Linked DNA regions of Mus musculus: all the other regions are linked to region 4. The links are chromatin contacts, called in public Hi-C and HiChIP or PLAC-seq maps. All regions are on one chromosome and are shown on one strand. The core of a region is the stretch at or near the end of the contact, and the rest is flanking DNA. Distances in the headings are between cores, read along the strand shown. Region 1 overlaps Bcl2l14 (BCL2-like 14 (apoptosis facilitator)). Region 2 overlaps Lrp6 (low density lipoprotein receptor-related protein 6). Region 3 holds the start of Fam234b (family with sequence similarity 234, member B). Region 4 holds the start of Lockd (lncRNA downstream of Cdkn1b).

Region 1 (3,216 bases), core at 687-3,186, 490 kb before region 4:
TCTTTCCCTTCCTCCCTTTAGGAAAAAATACTTGGGATCTCACATGAAGAAGTAGACTGAAATAGCCAAAGACCTGTCGCCTGGAAGGTCCCTTGTGCAACAGTGGTTCTGTGTGCCCACCACTCTTACCATAGACTTCAGGAGAAAGTTAAAACATACCCAGCAGACAGTGTCTAGAGAACCATCTTTCCTTTGACTCAAGAGGCATCGGGAGAGGCCTTGCTCTCTTCAGCTCATAGAACTCAGTAGCACGGACTTCGCTGAGGGCACTCGAGTCCTCCACTGAATGTGTGAGGGGCTCCATAAAGATAAGTGATTGTTTTACCTCTAAATGTTGAGAACGGAAACCATCCTGTTGCTACACCAGTGGAAGCATTCGTTCGGCACGTGTCTGTCGGTCTCATGGAGGTGAAACGATAAATATGTGTGTGCTTACTTTTTAGTCTCTAACACTATTTGTTCCTTATACTGCACCTGGGATGCCCTGATTACTGTCTCGTGTCAAGCTTACCCTCAGGAAGACAGCCCTATTCATGTCAGAGAGAAAAACCTGAGTTTGCTGTTATGTCTAGCTAGCTTAAGTCTTGCTAACCCGTCCTCTCAAAAACTACTGTGGTACCTTGACAAAGTCCATTTGGTACAAAGCCATCTTCACAGATTTCTCTGTGTGATATACCTGCACCCCACCACATCAGTGCGATCGAGAGCAAGGGCACACAGGTACCACAAGAAGATACAGAGGTCAACCTCGGGTGCTAGTTTTCATCTTCCTCTTTGTGCATAGCTTCTTACCCAGGCTGGATCACTCCTGAGCGTCTGGGAGTGTCCCGCCTCCGCCTCCTCCCTTACAGCCACAGCACTAGGGTTGCAGGTGTACCCTGTGACACGCAGCGTTTTAGGTCGGTGCTGTGGATTCAAATCCAGGTCCTCACACTTCTGTGGCTAGCACTTTACCCACAGTGCTACCTCCCCAGCCTGAGCTCTGGACTATTAGGACCCCTTAGAAGTAGCATAATGGTTGGTAATTAATAAAATAAATAAATTGAAAGTTTGCTGGAAAAAGAGTTGCCTGTAACCCAAGCTTTCAGGAGGCTGAGGTGGGAGGGCCGCAAGACTGGGGCCAACCAGACATACATAATGAGTTCAAGACTTTGTCTCGACACTCCCCTTCCAAAAATGTTTTCTATTAAAATAGTAAGTTATCGTAGTAGGGCTTCTCTGAAGACCAAATGTGCTAACCTACATAAAGAGCTCAGGACCTAGAGTTCTTAGGACCTAGTTAGTGTTAACTGACTGCCCCACTCCTACTGTGAGCCGCCCACAGCTCAGTTCAAAGGGCCCCACTCTCTTGAAGCAATTACAGGTTGCTCTTTTGCTATTGATAGTATGACTGGGAAAAAAAAGACCCCCCCCCAAAAAAAACACCCCAAAACATTTAGACAGACATTTGAGTTTCCAATACTCAAGAGAGGCTGAGGCAGAAGGCTTGCAAGTTCCAAGCTAATCTGATCTACAGAGTAAGATCCTGCCTCAAAAAAATTTTTTACAGGTTCTTACACATTTTTGGATAGCTGGCACCTAGAATGTAGCCTGAACAGATAGATCAATGAGGAAGGAGCCGGTCTGTTATCAAAGGCATCACTAACCGCACCATAAGAGGAATGTGTTCCTCCTTTGTTTTCTCCTCTGCGTCCCTGTTCTCTGTCTTTTGTCCAGCCAAACAATTAAGCTTCCCAAATGTGTCACGCATCTCTGCACCTTGGGTCCTGAACAACATCCTCTCCACTTGGAATGTGCTTGCGTGCCAGCCTCCTTCCCCGAGTTCTCCAAATCCAAATTTACTCCTTCATTCCCCCCCCCCTCCCCCGTGCGTCATTTACTGACGCTCCGTTGGCTGCCACAGGGCTGTATTTGGATGTCTTTTCTCGAGGGTGATCCAACGCATTCCCCCTGCAGACGTTGGATTTAGTGCGCTGCGTCCTGTGAACCGGCGCACACAGCCTTTCTCAGTGGCTCGGGGAGCTCTTTTGCACAGATGCAGTTTGGCTTTACACATCTGACACCAGGCATCTCCTTGGCACACGGTTGCAAGCCAGACCCCAGCCTCTCTGCCACAGCTTGTAAATCAGTACAACTGGAGTGTGGCCCAAGATACTCGGAGTCATAACAAACACCGCATGTGATTCCAGAAGCATGCGCAGCCTCTAGTCAGGATGCTGTGACGACAGTAACCAGATCTGCTCTCCTGCTTAAGGCTTCGGTTTAATTGCAGACAAAATAAACGAGACCAGGATGGTAGTGGAGACCTGGATGCTGACAGATGAGAAGCTACATGAGTCCGTGATTGCTTTAGAATGAGGCATGGAAAACATTCCCCGGCTTTACTCCAACAGGGGAACCACCCAGAGTCTCTTAGCCAGAACCGACGAGGAGGCTTCAGAGTCCAGGGAACGTGGGGAGGAAAATCGCACCCCAAGCTGCAGACAGCCCTCAGATGAGCACAGATCAACCTGTACATCTGGAAGTACTGAAAAGAGCACTCCAGAGCTCACAGGGCCAGGAGGGACGCCAGTTTGAAGACTAGGCGGAACACTCAGAATTTCTCTGCAGGGAAATGCTTGCTGCACAATGCCCCATTCATTGCCGGTGTAGTAGACGGATGTGGGGGCACACACTGGTAATCTCAGTGATGGAGACGTGGAGACATGAAGGCAGGGTCTGCAGACCAGCCAGTCTAGCTGAGTCAGTAAACTCTGAGTGCAAGAAGAGACCCTGTTTTGCAAAATATGGTGGAAAATTACTGATTGAGGGAGACATTTGTTTGATTTCTGGCCTTCACACACACACACACACACACACACACACACACACACACACACACACACACACACAGGTCTCAAAGGCAAAAGGGGACATTTATTTCTACGTTAATAAGATTTGAATGCTTGGGCTGGGAAGATGACTTACGGAGTAAAAGAGCTGGGCATACAAGCACGAGGACCAGGTTTCAAATCTCTAGAACCTACATAAAATGAGCATCCGTAACCCCAGTACTCCAATGGGGAGATAAAGGACAGAGTCAGGACAATCTCCAGACCCCTTCAGGCCAGCAAGCATGGTGTCTGCAAAGGGAAAACAACTAAGAGGCCGGTCCTATGACAAAATAAGGTAGCAGATGAAGTCTAGCACCCAAGGTTGTTTCTGACTTCCACATGC
Region 2 (3,598 bases), core at 588-3,087, 380 kb before region 4:
TGTCTTTTCTTATTGAGAGTGTCAGATAAAATTTAAAAGCTTTATACATACTAAAAAGCTGAGTTACTGGAACACCCATACTCTGCAGCTGTCTGTCTGCAGTGTGGGGATGAAACTCGAGATCCTCCTGTACACCAGGCAAGCAATCCCAGCCATGAACTACATCCTCGGCCTCAACTGACTGCTTGTCAGAGTTTAGATGCACAATCTACCCATATGATCCAGCCACTGCACACTCAAGTATTTACTCAAGAGAACTAAATACACAGAAATAAATACACAAGAAAAATAAATAAAACAATACAAATACCTATGAGTAAATGTTCAGAGAAATTTGTTGGCAATAACATAAATCAGAATCAACCCAAATGTGGACAACAGCTAGTAAATAAGTAGAAATATACTAATAGAATAAGAAGCAATCAACTGCCAGGCACAGTAGTACATATTTGCAATCCCAGCACTTGGAATAAAGAGAAAGGAAAATCAGAGGTCCAAGTTTTCCTTGGCTACACAGGGATTTTATGATCAGCATGGGCTAAGGGAGACTGTCTCCAAAAACCAAAATCAACCACCATTTTTTAAATGTAATGAACCGTTTATACATGAAAAATGAAATAATCTCTAAATAACACATGGAAAAATATGCCAGACCAAAAAGAAAACATATTTAATGATGTTCATCTATGAATGATTATAGAGAATGTCAACTAATCTATTCAGACAAAATCTGACTTTCTTGAGGAAAGCAGGGGTGGGGAAAAAACAGGAACAAGAGTCAAGCTCCCCCACTGCTTTTCTGCAGAGCCAGGGACAGAGCCCAGAGCCCTCCAGCACTCAGCACTGAGCTGCAGCTCCCACAGCAGCATAAAAAACTGGTCTCAATTATAAAGACAGAGGCGACTCCTTTCCGCTCACTCTGTATAACTACTACAGACACTGCCAAGAGCATCAATTTCCCTGGCCTCACTCCAGCTATATACACATATCGAAACCTAATTTTACCCTTTGCATAAGTAACTTTATTGATAATATCAATACCTTACTAAACTTAAATAAGCAGCCTAGCAGAGCCTGATGTAACTTCCTGCTGTCCAATATTAGTGATCTCTGACTAAACCTAATACCAAATCTAGATAGAAACCTTACCTGAAAAAGTAATATTTAACTTTGATAGAGTTGAATTACTAGGACTACAATAGTATAAATTCTGTTTTGTTTTTTTAAAAAAATATCTTTACTAAATTTCTGACATTTACTTTCCCAATATCAAGCACCAATTAAGAACTGAGTGCCACTGTCCTATGGAGCTTCCTATGACAATGGGAAGTCATTACTGCACACTGAGTACCCATCAACCATGTGACCAAGAACACTTAAAATGCAGCTAATGGTGTGTGTGTGTGTGTGTGTGTGTGTGTGTGTGTGTGTGTGTGTGTGTGTGTTGCCTGCATGTCTGGGCACCATGTGCATGCTTGGTGCCCACAGAGGCCAGAGAGAGTGTCAGATCCCCTAGTGAAGTTACAGATGGCTGTGAGCCACCCTGTGACTTCTATAGTCAGAATCAGGGTTCCCTGCAAGAATATCAAATGCTCTCAACCCCTAAAAGTACCACTCCCTTAATTAAAAACATTCTAATTTGAAAAAATTAAGTGGCTCACAAAACTCAAAAAGAAGAGTAATGGTTAAGCCCATTTATAGGGCTATATTGACCAAATTGGATTATGAACATGTGCTCTACCCATCTGTTAGGTAACATGAATTTCTGATCCAACCACACTGAAACCCAAATTCTCAGTCAAAAACACGTGGGCATTCACTTCACTAGAAAAGGAAAAGTGGCTGAGTCATTTCTGCTTACTGTGTGTAGCCACTACAGACACGGTAACCACTACAGACACTGACCCCCTGAACTAACTGCAGACATCCACACATCACACTAATGAACCAGTCCAATTAGTGTCTTACTCAGCTTTTTATAGTATAAGCCAAACAGGAATATCTGAAAAAACAACAAACAAACAAACAAACCATTTCTGTTAGTGAAGAGTTAAATGCCAAAGGCTGCTACAGAAAACTAAGAAATAGTCCCAGGATATTTAAGTTTTACAATTCAAGAATAACAAAAATGTACTAGTTAACGGATACTTCACTTATGGCATTACCACCCACAAGAGACTTTACAAACCAAACTTGTTTATGGCATTAGGTAGCAGCCAAATGGCTTTCATAATTTTCAAGTCAAACATTAATATTTCCACTGAAGAGTTTTTGATCTACAAAAATCTAAAAAACTTTCCTGGTAATTTAAAGTTTATGGGCCTTCTGAGTGCCATCATTGTTGGAGGAGACCATGAGCAGATTAGTATCTTTAATTTATCAGCTCTAGTTATGACAGTGTTCAAGTGACTGTATACTATCAAAAGGTCTGTCTATGCAGCTACTCTCTCACACATGAACATGGCCTTCAACCTTGCCACCAGAATCTGCTGAGTAGTGTGTAACCTTGAGAAAATTACAATACCATATTTATCTACTAGACATACAGACGCTGCACACCTGCTCCCTGCCAGTAGCAAACATAATGCACACCATGTGCTTACTCCACAGTGTTGGCCTGACCTCCTAACAACCAGACCTCAGACAGAAATCACATCTCTTCAGCAGCTACTCGCAGGAGCTCAGGAATCCACTCTCATGGCCAGCTAGGTGGGTGTATCCTTCCTCCCTTGCTGTTCCTTGCGCATTCACTCAGTCAAAGAGAATAACTTTCCTGAATAAAGGAGGGCAGGTCTTTGGTCAATATTCAAATGGCTGAACTCCTCTGCTACAATCTCCTAACAAGTTCTCAAGGTCCATTTTATCCTGCATTCTCTGTTTCTTTTTCCCTTGAAGTTCGGTTCTCCCTGGGTTCTAGGACTTAAGCATGTATCACACCATCAACATCTTATACTTCTCAAAAAGTTCTCTGGGTCCAGGTGTGGTAGAACACACCATCAATCCCAGCCCTGGAACCGGTGGACCTCTAAAAGTTTAGGGAAGCCTAGTCTACATAAGCAAGCTCTAGGGCAGCCAGGGCTGTGCACCCCTCTTCCTGCCCTCAGCAGAGTATGGGGCAATGCCCCTCCTACTTTGTGGGGTCAAGCAACACCCTAGGTTCACTCTCTCTGTGACTGAGCTCCATCAGTTGCTCTGTATCTTCAAAGGCTCATGGCAGGCTCAGGTATCAAACACTCTACCCAACTGTTTACTATCAAGAAACTACTTCTCTTTCTCCTGACTACACATCACCAATTCATCTTTATTAACTTCTTTTGTCTGACCTCAGACACTCTATCCAACTGAACCTTTCTCAAAGGCTTCAAGAAAAAAAAATCCAACTAAAAACCTTTCCCTAGTCCTTATTCTTTACTTCTCTACAGTACTCACTATAGCTCTGCTGGCAGAATGGTCTCTTGTTTATTTCAAATCTTCTCTCACCTCTCATACACACCTCTGGCCCCCAAATGAGAGGGCCCACAATAACACCCCAGATTCTGTTATCATTATGAATCTCTACACAACTGATTTCTAAACCATCAACTTAACCTTGCGTTTT
Region 3 (3,485 bases), core at 202-2,701, 270 kb after region 4:
TTTTATTACTTAGTAAATTAAAAATCAAAACATTAATTAGCCATGTGCTATGGTACATGTCTATAATCTCAGAACTGGGGAGACAGAGGCAGGCAGATAGACCTCTGGAAGTTCCAGGACAGCCTGGTTTACATAGTGTGACTCTGTCTCAAATAACAGCAATAAGACATCAACCAGAAGGACACTAGGTTACTGACGAAACATTAGTTGTTGGTGCTAAGTGTTTTGCACGTTTATATTCGACTCTCAGAACAACTCTTGTGGAACAGAAACGGTTTATCAGCATTAAGCAGACGGTGGGGAGACATGACTAGATAACTGAGACACTCCGGGGTCAAGCTAATGCTCTCAGTATTAGCTCCATCTCTTGGTGCCTGTGAGTGAGAAACCAGTCAGCTCCTGTTTGCTGGACCTCGCAAGCCAGGGCAGCAGCAGGTAGAGTGTAAATACTTCCCTGGAAAGAGCTGAGATCAGGAAACCCAGGTCTGTGCCACAGCATACCTCAGACTGCACTTAGGACAGGGAAAAGAGTCACAGGAGCTGTGTGCTTTAAAAGGATGGTGTCGCTTAATTCTCTAAGCAACAAGGCGATAGCATCATTTTCATTTCAAGAGAGCCAGCCAGGTGTGGTGTTGTGTGTCTGTAATTCCAGCACTTACACAGTGAAGGCCGGGGTGGGGGTGGGGGGTTAGGAACTCCAGGCCAGTTTCAACTACATAGCCAATTCAATGCCAGTCTATACTACATGATCTCAATATATAAATAAATAAACAAATAAACCAATAAATGAGTAAACAAACTAATGAATACATCTCTCTCTCTCTCTCTCTCTCTCTCTCTCTCTCTCTCTCTCTGTGTGTGTGTGTGTGTGTGTGTGTGTGTGTGTGTGTGTGTGTGTAAACAGGGTCTCACTATGTAGTCCTGGCTGGCTTGTAACTCTATGTAGACCAGGTTGGCCTCAAACTCAGAGAGGCAAGCTCAACCACACTGAGCCATAGATAAGTAAGTGAAACAAGCAAACAAACAAATCTGGTGCTTGGAAGTGGAAGCAGAAGGATCAGGAGTTCAAGGTCACCCTCACCTACAAAGCCAGTTTCCATTGAGACTCCTGGCTCCAAAACAGATGGACAGACTGACTGACAGACAGGACAGACAAACAAACAAAGCCGAGTCTCAGTGACTTGCCAAGATGGCTCAGGTAGTAAATTGCGCACGCAGGCTTCAAATTCAGTTTGTCAATTCCAAACCCACGCGAACTTCACAGCCCGCGCCTTCTTAAGTATCTACAACCTCATTCTAGGTTCTTCATACACAGGTTGGGGAGAGATGACTTTCCTTACCGGCTGCTGAGGCGCAAGCGACTCAACCTTGGCTCCGCGCCGCACCAGTGACCTGCGACAGTGGGCGCCTCCTCCTAGCTGGGCTCCCGGCAGGTCACACCTTTCCCGCCCGCAGCCCCACGCGCGGTTCGCAGCGAACTACACTTCCCGGCAGGACGCGGCGCGCGCACGCGCACGGGGGCCTCCGCCATGGCGACAGTGCTGTCCAGGGCTCTCAAGCTCCCGGGTAAGGAGTCTGCAGCCCCGCGACCACGCTGTGGAGACCTGGCCTGGGGAGATGAGCGAGGCGAGGCGTGGCGCGGCGGGGCCTGGCTGTTATCTGGGAGGGCTGCAGCGTCCGGGGTAGAGGAAGGGGGCTCCCGGGTGTGAGTCGGGGACCGGGGACGCTCGGGGACACTTGGGGACTCTCGGGGACTCCCGGGGCAGACATTGCTGGAGGTGCGCGGGGCCGGGTCGAAAGTGGAGGGACGAGACGGTTACTGTCAGGTCAGAGCGCATGTCGTCGCAGTCTCCAAGGGAAGGCCAGACATTGGAGCATCCTTCCCTGAGCGCCGGGACTAGCTGCTGCTATCTGGGGCTGGACCAGAGGGGGAGCCGGGGGCTGCAGGACTGTAAGTGAGTGGCCTGGGCAGAACAGCATCCACTTACTGACAGCAGCTTTGCCGCTGTGAGCTAGCCCAGACAGGTGTTCTCCTTCCTCCTGTGTGCAGGAGGAAAGAAGAAAGATTAGGAAAATGGCTAATTGAATCACACGGGATCACACAGCAGGACACTGTGCTGTTTGAATTGCACTGTTTTAACCAAAGTGTATTTATTCTGTCGTTGGCAAAATTTAAACATTTAGGGCTTTCGAAAAATCTGTGGCTCCACTTAAAAAAATTAAACACTAAGTTATAAGCATTTATTGGCTGATCACATAAGACAGGAAGCAGTTATTTTCTCTGCCACGTTAGAAAGGGTCGCTCTGATAGTAAGCCTGAGGCCCTAGGAGGGTTGCAGGGACCTTGTTCTCAAAGAGTTTCTAGTCTGCTACCTTGAAACCGGCCTTGTATTTTAGATAACAAGAGACTCCATGTCTTTAGATCTTTCTCCCCTTTGCTGGCTGCTTGGAACTCTGGAAAGAACAGTGATACGATCTGTCTTGGAGTGTACACAATACTGAAATTAAGAGAGAGGCTTGCTTTCTCTGCAGGATACATTGACTTTGACGAAAGTACCCTGGGTTTTGAATGCTATCTTGTCAAAGGCATTTTCAGCCCTTTTTGTTTGTTTGTTTGTTTGTTTTTAGAGTTCTTGTTTTAGTTCAGCATAGATGATTGCTACTCTCTGAGAATAAAACAGAAAGGGAATGTACCTCGGGGTACAGGCTTACTTAGCACCCACAGAGCCAAGTCCCCCCCCCCCCAAAGCACTGAAAAAAAGAGGTAGTTATAGTCAAGTGGAGGTGGAACAAGAGATAATACCGGGCGAATATGAGAAAAACACAATCCTTTTGTATACTCTTCAAAATAATCATTAAAAAAAAAATAATGGGAGAATAGCTTGCCTGAGCTCTTTTGTGTCTTCACTCTGAGAATGTGCTGCGCACAGAATACTCCTTGGTGTGTTGGCTTACAGTTATCTCATCAGCTGACAGCCTGGGGTGATGGATTCTTGTGTTTGGAAGGCAGTTTGGCCCTAAGGGATGAGCTATGATCAATACTAAGGCCTACATACAGTATCTATATTTCCTGTAAGTGATGTGGATTTTCTTCTTTCTTTTGGCTTGTTTTTCTCCTGGTCTCTCCTTGGCCCTTTCCCTTCACTACCCAAAATATGGTTTGTGGCTTTTCATTAGGTAGAAGTTGCTTTCTCAAAGCTGCTTTTGGATACCGCGTGTAATTGGGAAGATGAGACTGTAGTCCCGGCTGTGTTATCTTAGTTAACTCTCTTACTACTTTCCTGTGTGAAGGGAGCAAAGGGAACGGTGGCTGAGAGCAGGAGAGGGGCTCTGGATTTGACTGGATCCGTTTTGATTTGACTTCTGTGCTGAGGAGCCCCTCCAGGGCTTTGCATTGCTGGGCATGCAAGCGACCAGCTGAGTGGCATCCCCAGCCATGCCCCAGACTAAATGCTTTCTTCACTTGCTTAGCTGCTTTATCTCTT
Region 4 (3,458 bases), core at 485-2,984:
AGCCCGCTCCCACCCCTACCGCAGGGCTCCAATGATCCGCAGCCCCGCGGATTTCGAAAGCCTTCCCGGCTCGCTGGCGGCTAAGCGACCGTCACCAATGCGCGCCTAACTGTGGAGAACCACTGCCGCTTTCGGTGATCAGCCCTGCCCTTCACCCTGCTTGCAAAGTGCCCCCCACCTTTGCATCCTTGGCTGTCCAGAACCGCAGACCTGGGCAAGGAAGAACTGGGGGAAATAAGGATTTGGGGAGGGGGCTGTGATGGGTTAGATTGGGGGACTATGGACATTCACTAGTGGGAGGGAGCAAGCAGTCGGCCTTTCAAGCCACTGTGTGCCCACCACCCTGGCTGCACTGAGCGACCTTTCCTGGGAGCCAGAGAATTGCCTTCGCCATTACACCATCATCACCAGAAAACACGATTGCTCGTCTAGCGCTTTGAACTAAAAGGTGTTTTGTTTAGAAGTCCACTTAGGATCCCTGATCTGTTTTTCAGAGCATGGATTCTTTTTCATTTGCCATCTTTCACCTGAGCCACACCCTACTCCTGCCCCCCCCTTTCCTGGCTTTAAAAAATAATAAAATTAAAGCAAAAAAGAAACCTTGCAAACGACACTGAGGGGTAAAAAGGCCATGGATCCTACTTAGAAACCTATGGGGTCGTCTCCCTGATTTCACTCGCGTGGGGTTGTAATAGGGTGGGGTCAGCCACAGGCGGATCCCGGAGAACCGAAAGTGCACTTATTTCCACGTACACTCAAGTCTCAAGTCCCTCGGGCCTCCATCCAAGTCACAGACTTATCATGCATAAGGACTCAGCAGAGGTAGGAACCAGAAATTAGGAAATCTTAAAAAATAAAACAAAAGAAAAACCCCTTATCCATGCTTTGGGCGCGAAACCTCGACGCGCCTCTAAAAGGAACGTTAAGAAAAAGGCCGGGAGAAGGGCGCGCGGTTCGGGCGCCGGCCGGGGGATTGCATCATTTGCGGCTCCCCCTCCAGAACCCGGACTGAGAACCGCAGCCACCATCATGGCGCTCGGGTCGGGACGCGGGAAGCGCGTCCAGGCCGCGGCCAGCGAGCTTAGAAGCGTTTGCAAACTTGTTACTTGGCGGCGGAGCGCCGGTCTCTGGCCCCCTCCTTCCCTTTGTGTGCGTGTGCATGTGCGTGCGTACGTGTGTTTGCGTGTGCGCGTGTGTGATGTGTGCATATAAAGCGAGAAGTTGAAGTTTCTCCCTCTGGCCTTCCCCAAACCCCCCCTCCCTCGTCCCGAGCTGGTGGTTGTAAACTTGATTGGCATTGGCTGCGCCCACTGACCCCTGCACCGAGTCCACTGAAGATTTAAGGTGGATCTGCGAGGCTGCAGCTGCAGGCGGAGCCTCGCGCTTAACTGAGTTTTGGAAGAAAAAAAAAAAAAGCCTAAACCGTGCGCCTGCTGCGTTTTACGAATCCTTCGGTCCACAGGTCCGCGGGTCCCCGCCCAGCCCGCCGCGCTTCCCCCGCCCACCTTCCCCTGCTTCCCCATTGGCTCGCGCCTGCAGTTTGAATTTTTTTTTTTTTTTTTTTGGATGCTTGTTTTCTTGTTAAAAAAAAAAAATTACCGTACGGTAGATCATGTGATGAGACTTAGTTGGGGAGTCTGAGGTGGGGTGTTTTAGCTGGTTTGATTGCAGGTAGTAGGGAGTAGGATGGGTGGAGCTTTCTGTTCCAAAAGTTGCCCCCCCCCCGCCCCGCCCGCAAGTGCCGTTGACAGAATGCAGGCGGGAAGCTTCAGTTTGGGTAGAGATGTAGCATCAAACATTCACGGATGTCCAGGGAGCACGGGCACACAGGCTGCTGGCCAGAGGTACTAGGAAGGTACAGGCGGGAGTTCGACGAGGACGCACCTTCCCCTGTCTTGGAAAGGTAGACTTGGGGAGGGCGGGAGCGGGTAGTTATCCTAGAAATGAATATTACCCGTCATAGGAATAAACCAACCAAATACAAGGTGTGGCTATAGACTCTATATAGAGCAAAAGAGGTGTTATTTCTGGGGTTAGAGTGTCAAAATCCATCAGGACAAAGGCAGTCGGTGTCATTTTCTTCCTTTTTAACCTTAAAGGGGGGGGGGAACCTGTCTGTTTTCCAGGTTTGGTTCCCCACCCCCCCTTGTGAGGATGAGAAGGGGACATAAAGTCCCCTTTTGATTTCTGGGTCAGGAAACTCATTGGAAAGAGTTTGTTAAGATCTAGGAGGATTCAATTAGTAGAACAGGTCTAATACAAGTGATGGCTTTTATTAATTAGGATCCAACTATGTTTTTCTTTGCAGTGAAGCTTTTAAAACGTCATAATAATTAAACAGTAGTCCTAGATCAGTCTTTCTCTTTATCAGGGACATCTCATATGTATACCTTTCTTTGCCTTTGCCTTTTTTTTTTCTTCCCTTTTTCTTTCCTTAAAATAATTTCTCCTGATATCTCCTTTCAGTCTGTTTTAGCCAGAAGCCCAGCCTTAGCCTCCATTGGCCCCTGAACCAGTATGCCATGTTCTTAGTTTTTTAGCTGTCTAGTTCTGACCTTACCTCTCCCAGTCCACTAAGCTCCTTGACCCCGTCCATAAACCAACATGTTTGAGCTGCTCTCCAGGCTGTATTCATGGACTCTGTTAGAGGCTCAGTGCTTACCTCTGCCTTTCAGAGGACACATCCGATCAGAATGAGCAGTCCATGAGGAAAACCACATCCCTGGAAGGAGGAAGCTAGTCTCAGAAACAGGTCTTCATCTTGAGTGTGAGCCAAGCAGGGATTTGGATGGTCCCCGGACAGGGGTGTCATAGATAAAGATTCAGATAGCACGTGACTGTGAAAACAGGCTTGGAAACTTGGGCTTGGCATGGTGGAGCACACCTGTAATCTGAGCACTTGGGAGCTGGAGGCAGGAGGATCAGGAGTTCAAGGCCTGCTTAGGATACTGAGAGACTTTGCAGTCAGCCTGGGCTGCATATAACCCTCCCTACCTCGAATATACCAACAAGCGTACAAACAAAGGAGGTCATAAATAAAACCCCACTGGACATGGTGGTGTACAGCTTTAATCCCAGTACTCGTGAGGCAGAGGCAGATGGATCTCTATGAGTCCCAGGTCAAAAATAAATGCATTACTACTAATAATGGCTCCCCTCCCTCTTTCTCCCTCCCTCTACTTCTTGCTGGTCTTGAACTTGATGTGTCTGACGTAATCTCTTAACCAGATGGGACTGTAGGCACGTGCTACTGTATCCACCCTAACTTTTCATACTAAAGTGAAGCCTTTACATTTAGGCTCTGGAACAGCTAAATAGAAATCTATGGACATCTAGGTCTTGGGGGTGGGGAGGGGGAGGTTAAGTGTTTTCCGTGTGAGCATGACGACCCGGGTTTGGATTCCCGGAACTTATATAAAAAGCCAGCAATGGCAGTGCACGTTTTTAATCCCAGGGCT

Evidence for each region. Hi-C and Micro-C count contacts between places; a contact is called where the count stands out from the background. HiChIP or PLAC-seq counts read pairs in DNA pulled down with a chosen protein or histone mark.
Region 1: a contact with region 4 is called in an H3K4me3 HiChIP or PLAC-seq map of embryonic limb bud, with 4 times the contacts expected there. The contact joins the enhancer-like site here to the promoter of Lockd in region 4. A contact is called at or near these places in 1 of 39 promoter capture datasets (hippocampal neurons), 1 of 484 Hi-C or Micro-C datasets (adipose-derived mesenchymal stem cells) and 11 of 115 datasets of contacts at active chromatin or transcription factors (the NIH/3T3 cell line, astrocytes, craniofacial prominence and 7 more).
Region 2: an H3K4me3 HiChIP or PLAC-seq map of bone marrow-derived macrophages shows a contact between it and region 4, with 2.3 times the contacts expected there. The contact joins the enhancer-like site here to the promoter of Lockd in region 4. A contact is called at or near these places in 5 of 115 datasets of contacts at active chromatin or transcription factors (the 230-238 cell line, bone marrow-derived macrophages, craniofacial prominence and 2 more) and 1 of 9 other capture datasets (adipose tissue).
Region 3: a Hi-C map of liver shows a contact between it and region 4, with 2.0 times the contacts expected there. The contact joins the promoter of Fam234b here to the promoter of Lockd in region 4. A contact is called at or near these places in 1 of 484 Hi-C or Micro-C datasets (liver) and 1 of 115 datasets of contacts at active chromatin or transcription factors (embryonic stem cells).

What each region holds. Positions count from the first base shown.
Region 1 is chr6:134,437,680-134,440,895 of GRCm38.p6, forward strand. Bcl2l14 (BCL2-like 14 (apoptosis facilitator)) reads left to right here. Exons shown (of 7, transcript NM_025778.3): 7 at 22-1,045. The coding sequence ends at 60. Among named protein-coding and RNA genes, the nearest start is that of Gm52921, 12 kb to the right of the region's middle. Within about 2 kb of position 1,937, at least 124 of the 459 cell types and tissues checked have an H3K27ac peak or open chromatin away from gene starts, as enhancers often do. A contact at or near this core is called in craniofacial prominence, embryonic limb bud, forebrain and 1 more, where this site is marked.
Region 2 is chr6:134,542,459-134,546,056 of GRCm38.p6, forward strand. All of the region lies in intron 1 of Lrp6 (low density lipoprotein receptor-related protein 6), which reads right to left. Among named protein-coding and RNA genes, the nearest start is that of Lrp6, 23 kb to the right of the region's middle. Within about 2 kb of position 1,838, at least 62 of the 459 cell types and tissues checked have an H3K27ac peak or open chromatin away from gene starts, as enhancers often do. A contact at or near this core is called in adipose tissue, bone marrow-derived macrophages and memory CD8 T cells, where this site is marked.
Region 3 is chr6:135,196,536-135,200,020 of GRCm38.p6, forward strand. Fam234b (family with sequence similarity 234, member B) reads left to right here and starts at 1,452. Exons shown (of 13, transcript NM_028982.4): 1 at 1,452-1,566. The coding sequence starts at 1,530. Gm36533 (a long non-coding RNA gene) reads right to left here and starts at 1,489. Exons shown (of 2, transcript XR_869506.2): 1 at 1,341-1,489.
Region 4 is chr6:134,927,358-134,930,815 of GRCm38.p6, forward strand. It overlaps Lockd (lncRNA downstream of Cdkn1b), which reads left to right and starts at 1,735. Exons shown (of 2, transcript NR_037956.1): 1 at 1,735-1,928.